Linked DNA regions of Pan troglodytes: region 1 is linked to region 2. Evidence: chromatin contacts called from public Hi-C data. All regions are on one chromosome and are shown on one strand. The core of a region is the stretch at or near the end of the contact, and the rest is flanking DNA. Distances in the headings are between cores, read along the strand shown.

Region 1 (3,335 bases), core at 574-3,073, 180 kb after region 2:
CCCTGAAAGGATGACCCAACCTATGGACTCCACTGCAGGGGCTCCCTTGCCTCCTAGCTGTCCTTTGAGTTCTGCCAATGAAATCAGAAGCCTGAGAATTTCTTCCCTGCCTGTACCCTGCCTTAGCATCTCAACTCCACACCTTCAAGTCTACAGCTCCTGGCAGGCAGCTCCTCCCCTAGGTTTCCAGCCACGTGACTTCCTCCCCCAGCTCCAGCTTCCAGCTGTTGCTCATGGCTGCAGGCCTGGACATCCCTTGTTAGTTCCCTCAGGACTGCCGCAATTCACCAGCTCTTCAACAAAACCCCCACAGTGTTAGGACCTGACCACTCTGACCAAGCCCCCTCCCCTTGCTCTCTATCCCTGTTTCAGTCTCTTCGTCGCATTTATCACTATCCGAAATGATCTTGCTCACTTGCCTTTTTCCTATTGTCTATCTCCCCCTCAACCACTGGATCCTAAGCTCCATGAAAGCAAGGAGCTTGAAATGTTCCCTGCTTTATCCTCTGGGCCTAAACCAGTGGCTGGAACACAGTAAGCACTCAATAGACAGCAAAGCCTGAATGAACCAATGCTACATTGTCTCTGCTCAAAATATCACCGTATCAGTAAGACCTTCCCTGATCATCTTATGGAAAATAGCAATCTCCCTTCCACTCCCAGATCTCCACTCCCTCCTCCTGCCCTCCAAGTCTTACTTTTTCCTATAGCATCATTACTTTCTGATACATTTGATATTTCTTTATTGCTTGTTTCCCTTCCAAAAAATGTCAACCCTGGAGGCAGAAATGCTATTTTATCTACTGATGCAGCCTCAGAGCCTAGGACAGTACCTATCCCGTAGCGAAGTCTCAATAAATATTTGTTAAAATGAATAGCTAGCGAAGTGGGCAAACTTTCATACAACACAATTTCAGGATTGTATCCAACACTGGAAAAAATTGTCTCCAACACTGCAAGTAAGTGCCGTCTTACGTGACTTGACCTTGTTCTAGCAGAAAGACAGCCTAGAACTCCTAAGGAAAAGGTTTGAAATGCTGGCTAGCGCTTAGTTTATATGGAGAGGAAAAGGTTTTAGAGTAAGATCAATCAGTAAGACCCTGAGTTCCTGACAATTGCTGCTCTAGAAAGCATGCCTGGAAGCTTACCTAAGCACACGGCCATTGTAATTCCTTTCAGAAAGTAAGTGAACATATAAATTATAAATAAATGACACTTACGCACACCATTCTGTTTCACAGTGGTGTTGTATTGGCAGCAGCCTTCAACTATAGTTCACTGACAGCATTTGTGGACCCACAGCCAAGCGCTGAAAGCACTGCTTTTTTTGACAGCTGCTCTCCTAATGGGGCATCTCTCAAAGACCGGTTTCATTCTGTGACGCCCACGTTGTCCACATTTTATTCTGCACAATAACTGCAGATTTGAAATAAATTCCTCCTCCCCACCACCATTATTGATTACTCATACCTGCCCCTCACCCTCCAAAGTGTCTAAATTGTGTGGATTTTGCGGGGGTGGGGGGAGGCGGGGGAAGGAGTCGACTCCCCATGTACTGGGTGTCCCCGATGGCGGCAAGCCACACCTTCACGCAAGGGGGCAAGGTTCTTGACTAAATATCCTAAAGGTCTGAAAGATGGTCCCCTTCCCCCCAACACAATTCCACCAAAACTGGCCAGCCGCTGGCTAATGAGCAACCACGGATCCTCACCCAAACATTGGCTTTTCTTCCAATAGTGCAGATTGGGAATGCAGGGACGTCGTCCTATTTATGAACACTGAGTCACGTCGCCGCTCAACGTCTGTTTCCTCCTCCCTAGGAATGAGGTGACCCCCTCCTCCAGCGAGTAAATGCGGGGCGATGGCGAGAGCGCAGGGGGCGGCGGCGCTGCCCCGCCTTGGGGAGCGAATTCACCCCCCTAGTCGCACCAGCCTGGGCGCACACGGGGGCCGGGGCGAGCCTGTGGGACTCTGCAGTGAGCTCCGCGCGCCCCGGGGGTGCTAGGGGACCGGGACCCTCGGGGCGCCGTCCCCACGCCCCAGCCCTGACGGGTCCGCGGCCGAGCAGCCCGGGGGGCGTCGCTGCCTCCCCGCCCCGCGCGCGGCCGGGACTGGGCGCTGCGACCCACGCCGCCTCCTCGGGCAACAAGTGTCCGCCCTCCGCCCCGACGGCCCGCCCGGCGCGGCCCTCACCCGGCACAGGCCGTCCACGAACACGCGCGGGTCCAGGTGACAGGCGATGGTGGCGCTGGGCAGGTCCTGCAGGTCCACCTCCTCCATCTCGCAGTCAATGAAGCTCCAGTCGCCGTCGCCCTCGTCCGCCTCGGCCGCCCCCGAGAGGGGCGCGAAGGGCCGCAGCGTCACCCCGGGCCGCGCTCGCGCCTCGGCCGCCTCCGCCGCCTCCGCCGCGGCCCCGAGCCGGGGACCGGCCACGCCGTCCTCCATCCCCGCGCCCGCGCGCCCCTGTGCGCCCCAGCGGGCTGCGCCGGGCTTGCGCGCCGGAGCCTCACGCGCTCCCGTCCGCGCCCGGCCGGCGGCTCCGCCGTTAACCCCCTCGGGATCGCGCGGCGGCAGGCGGCGGGCTGTCAGCAGTCTCCCAGCGACACGGCCTCCCAGCGCCAGCCCCGCCTGTCACCGTTCCGCGCGGGAGGGGCAGAAACCCGGCGCGGCGCCCGCCCCCGCCCCAGCCCCTAGGGCCGGCCACCGGCGGATCCAACGGTGGCCCCTTTAAGGCCGGCGCCGGTTGGGTTATTGTACCCCGCCCTTCCAGGAGACGGGGCCAATAAAGGAACGGAATTCTCTTCACGTGACCTTCCTTCTGCCGCCCGAAGCCCGAAGCCTCAGGGCGGCCATGTTGGTTAGGGGCAAAGTCCTCGTCCCCAGTTCCGCTTTTCTGACAGCTGGTGGCAGCTGAAGGACGCCGGGCAGAGTCCTCGGCTCTTGGGCCCTTGGGGTGATAACTGGGGAGGCAACGTTTTTGTGGTTCCCATGCGGGGACGTTTTGAAGCACAGGGGCCCACTTTTGGGAATTTAAGCGAGACATAGTCTCCCTGTGGCTCTGTGGCCCCTGGCAAGTGGTTAGATGCTTACCGTATATTATCAGATATAGTCGCAATAAGACTGAACTAGACCATGATAACAATGCCTTACTTTTCTATTTCAGCGTATTAGTCACTATACCATTGTGAAAATTTATGTAATTAGAAGTAATTTTTCTGAATTACCACTATTTGCTATGTACAATAGGACATAACGAAAGAATTAAGAGATCACCCCTTTCCTTTGGGGAATAGCGGAAAAATAAGAGGACCTCAAGTGAGCAGACATGTCTCTTC
Region 2 (3,810 bases), core at 808-3,307:
CACTTTTATCACCCAGGCTGGAGGGCAGTGGTACGATCTTGGCTCACTGCAACCTCCACCTCCTGAGTTCAAGCGATTCTCCTGCCTCAGCCTCCTGAGTAGCTGGGAATACAGGCACCCGCCACCATGCCCAGCTAATTTTTGTTTTTAGTAGAGACGGGGGTTTCACCACATTGGCCAGGCTGCTCTCGAACTCCTGACCTCAGGTGATCCACCCACCTCTGCCTCCCAAAGTGCTGGGATTACAGGTGTGAACCACCGCGCCCTGCCACAAATGTCTTAAACAGATAGAAATATGCTCATCCTCACTCATAATCATATACATGCAAATTAAAATTATCAAGAGATTTCATTCAACTACCAGTAGATGAGTAAAGATCAACTGTAAAATGGGGCTACTCGCAGAGCCTCCTCCACAGTTTAGTTCATGTATCTAAGGCAGTGTCAGAATGGTGTCTGACACGGTGAAGCTCATAGAGGTCAGTTATTATTATTGGCATGCTTAAGGATAATTGGCATTATTAAGATGTATACCGTATATACCTTCTGTTCAGTCATTCATCTACTAAGAATTTGGGGGACTTAGGTATGAGCCTGTTTACAGGGCATAGTCATTGACCCATTGTCTCCATTGTTTGTAACAGCAAAAGATTGGAAACTACATAAATGCTCATTGAGAGAGAACTGATTAAAGAGAGTATGAAGATCCATGCAATGGGCTCCTGTGCAAGCATTGAAAGAAATAGGAAGTGGCCGGGCGTGGTGGCTCACACCTGTAATCCCAGCACTTTGGGAGACTGAGGTGGGTGGATCCTGAGGTCAGGAGTTCGACACCAGCCTGGCCAACATGGTGAAATCCTGTCTCTACTAAAAATACAAAAATTAGCAGGGTGTGGTGACGGCGAGGGGCCTGTAGTCCCAGCTACTAAGGAGGCTGAGGCAGAAGAATCACTTGAACCCATGAGGCAGAGGTTGCAGTGAGCCGGGATTGCACCATTGCACTCCAGCCCGGGCAGCAGAGTGAGACTCAAAAAAAAAAAAGAGAAAAAGAAAGAAAGAAAGAAAGAAAGAAAGAAAGAAAGAAAGAGAGGGAGGGAGGGAGGGAGGGAGGGAGGGAGGGAGGGAAAGGAAGGAAGGAAGAAAAGGAAAGGAAAGAAAAGGAAAGACAGGCATGGTGGTGCACACCTGTAGTCCCAGCTACTTGAGAGGCTGAGAGGGGAGGAGGCCTTGAGCCAGGAGTTTGAGGCCACAGTGAGCCGTATCACACCACTGCACTGCACTCCAGCCTGGGCAACATAGCGTGACCTTGTCTCAAAAAACAAAAGAACAATCTTCCATATGTTGCTAAATAGGGGGAAAATAAGTATGGTGCCCATTGGTGTGTGCCGTGTGCCATCATTTGTATATAAAAGCTGGATATTCTTGTATGTGCATAAAATATTTCTGAAAGGAGACATAAGAATCCCTTTATTACCTCTAGGCAGTATTTTAAAAAATGGTTTATTTGTTTATTTTTACTATGTGTCTATTATCTATTGAAAAGGTAAATTATTTTTTTAAGTGTCAAGAGTTTACAACAAACATATTAACTCTTTCAGGGAATCAGCTGTTTCTGTGAGAGTATGTTTGCAATTCTCGCTTCAAACATTTTATTAAATTGGTTTTAACTTCCATCTGTGTGCCTGATGTGCCTGATTTGCATCTTCTTGCAGGAATGTTCCCCTGTATAAGAGAAACAAGCTCTCCCTCTCTGCGATCTATTGAAAGTCAGCTCTCAACACAAGGTTTGTAAAATAATCATCATAATTTAAAAAAGAAAAGTTTTTTAGAAGAAAAAATAAAAGAAAAAAAGAAACATGCTGGCTCACAATCAGACAGCGAAGTAAACTGCATGTTCAAATTGTCCTGACTTTAACCCAAAAAGCCCTGTGAAATTCAGTGATTCAGTCTCCCTCTGTTTCAGCACCCCCGGCATTGCTGGTGTAGACCTGTAGGCTCTGGAAGCATGCTCCGAAGTCACTTTGGGACCTGCGGGATTCTTGCACCGCAGGGCTACGTAGTACCCATGGATGCTCTGCCCCCCTGTGGCGAGAAGCTTCCATAACAATGGGGCCACCGCCAAGGAGCCCCCACAGACGGATTCCCCGGGTGTCTAGGCCAAGGGTTTTCAATAGAGGGCGCCAATGAGGCAGCCGGGAGCTATGTACGGAATGGGAGCTATGTATGCTAGAAAGCATAACAACAGTCAGATCTGTGGATCTGACACATGCACATACGTAAGCAATTGTATATGAAAGCAGTCAAACAAGTAAGTGCTTAATTCTGGGCTTAGTGATAGTTACTTGTTAGCTTTTTTAAAAAACAAACAAACAAACAAACAAACAAATTCTGGTATTTTACATTTAGACAAAATTCTCCCAAAGAACCGTGGCATCTGTTGAGCCAGGGCCTGCCTCAGTCTGACTGAGGGAGTTCCCACGGTGCGTGGGAACCCGTGGCTCCTGTGCTTGGGTGCCCCAGAAAGTGCATCCGTAAGGCCATAGGGGGCCAAAGGGACCACATTTAGCCACATAGTCGAAAACTTCGGGATGATTCTAGAACAGAGGTCAGCACACTCTTTTCTGCAGAGAGACAGGTAGTAAATATTTTTGGATGTGTGGTCCATACGTTCTCTATCACAAGGACCCAACTCGGCCTTTGCAGCATGAATGCACCCATGAATAGTATTAATATAGAAACCAAGAGTGTGTCCGTGTTCCAATAACACTTTATTTACAAAAACAGGTGGTGGGTGTGGTGGTTAATACTGAGTGCCAGCTTGATTGGATACAAAGTATTGATCCTGGGTGTGTCTGTGAGGGTGTTGCCAAAGGAGATCAACATTTGAGTCAGTGGGCTGGGAAAGGCAGATCCACCCTTCATCTGGGTGGCCACCAACGAATCAGCTGCCAGCTCGGCTAGAATACAAGCAGGCAGAAAAATGTGAAAAGGAGAGACAAGCCTAGCCTTCTAGCCTCTATCTTTCTCCTGTGCTGGATGCTTCCCGCCCTGGAACATCGGACTCCAAGTTCTTCAGTTTTGGAATCAGACTGGCTCTTCTGGCTTCTCAGCTTGCAGACAGCCTATTGTGGGACCTTATGATTGTGTGAGTTAATACTTAATAGACTCCTGTTTATATTATGTGTGTGTGTGTGTATATGTGTGTGTGTGTGTGTGTATACACACATATACTGGAATATATATATACATATATACATATATACACATACATATATACACATATACATATATACACATATATACACATATACATATATACATATATACACATATACATATACATATATACATATATACATATACATATATACACAAATATATACATATACATATATACACATATACATATACATATATACATATATACATATACATATATACACATATATATACATATACATATATATACATATACATATATATATATACATATACATATATTCATTCCATTAGTTCTGTCCCTCTAGAGAACCCTGATGAATACAGTGGGCTACACACCTATTGGAATGGCCAAAACCCAGAACACTGACAACACCAAATGCTGGTAAGGATGTGGCATTTTTTATCCGCATTCATTGCTGGTGGTAATGCAAAATAGTGCAGCCAGTTTGGAACACAGTTTGGCAGCTCTTTACAAAACGACGTGTACTCTTACCATACGATCCAGCAACTATATTCCTAGGTATTTACCCAAAGGAGTTGAAAACTTGTAACCACACAAAAACTTGCACACAGATGCTCATAGCAAGC

What was found. Hi-C and Micro-C count contacts between places; a contact is called where the count stands out from the background.
Region 1: a Hi-C map of induced pluripotent stem cells shows a contact between it and region 2, with 1.8 times the contacts expected there. The contact joins the promoter of RCAN1 here to the enhancer-like site in region 2. A contact is called at or near these places in 5 of 7 Hi-C or Micro-C datasets (blood, induced pluripotent stem cells, a lymphoblastoid cell line and 1 more), 1 of 1 datasets of contacts at active chromatin or transcription factors (stem cell-derived excitatory neurons) and 1 of 1 other capture datasets (stem cell-derived neural stem cells).

Annotation. Positions count from the first base shown.
Region 1 is chr22:35,326,108-35,329,442 of NHGRI_mPanTro3-v2.0_pri, forward strand. RCAN1 (regulator of calcineurin 1) reads right to left here and starts at 1,824. Exons shown (of 4, transcript NM_001098557.1): 1 at 1,712-1,824.
Region 2 is chr22:35,149,719-35,153,528 of NHGRI_mPanTro3-v2.0_pri, forward strand. No RefSeq gene overlaps it. Among named protein-coding and RNA genes, the nearest start is that of SMIM34, 18 kb to the left of the region's middle. Within about 2 kb of position 2,058, at least 1 of the 24 cell types and tissues checked has an H3K27ac peak or open chromatin away from gene starts, as enhancers often do. A contact at or near this core is called in induced pluripotent stem cells, where this site is marked.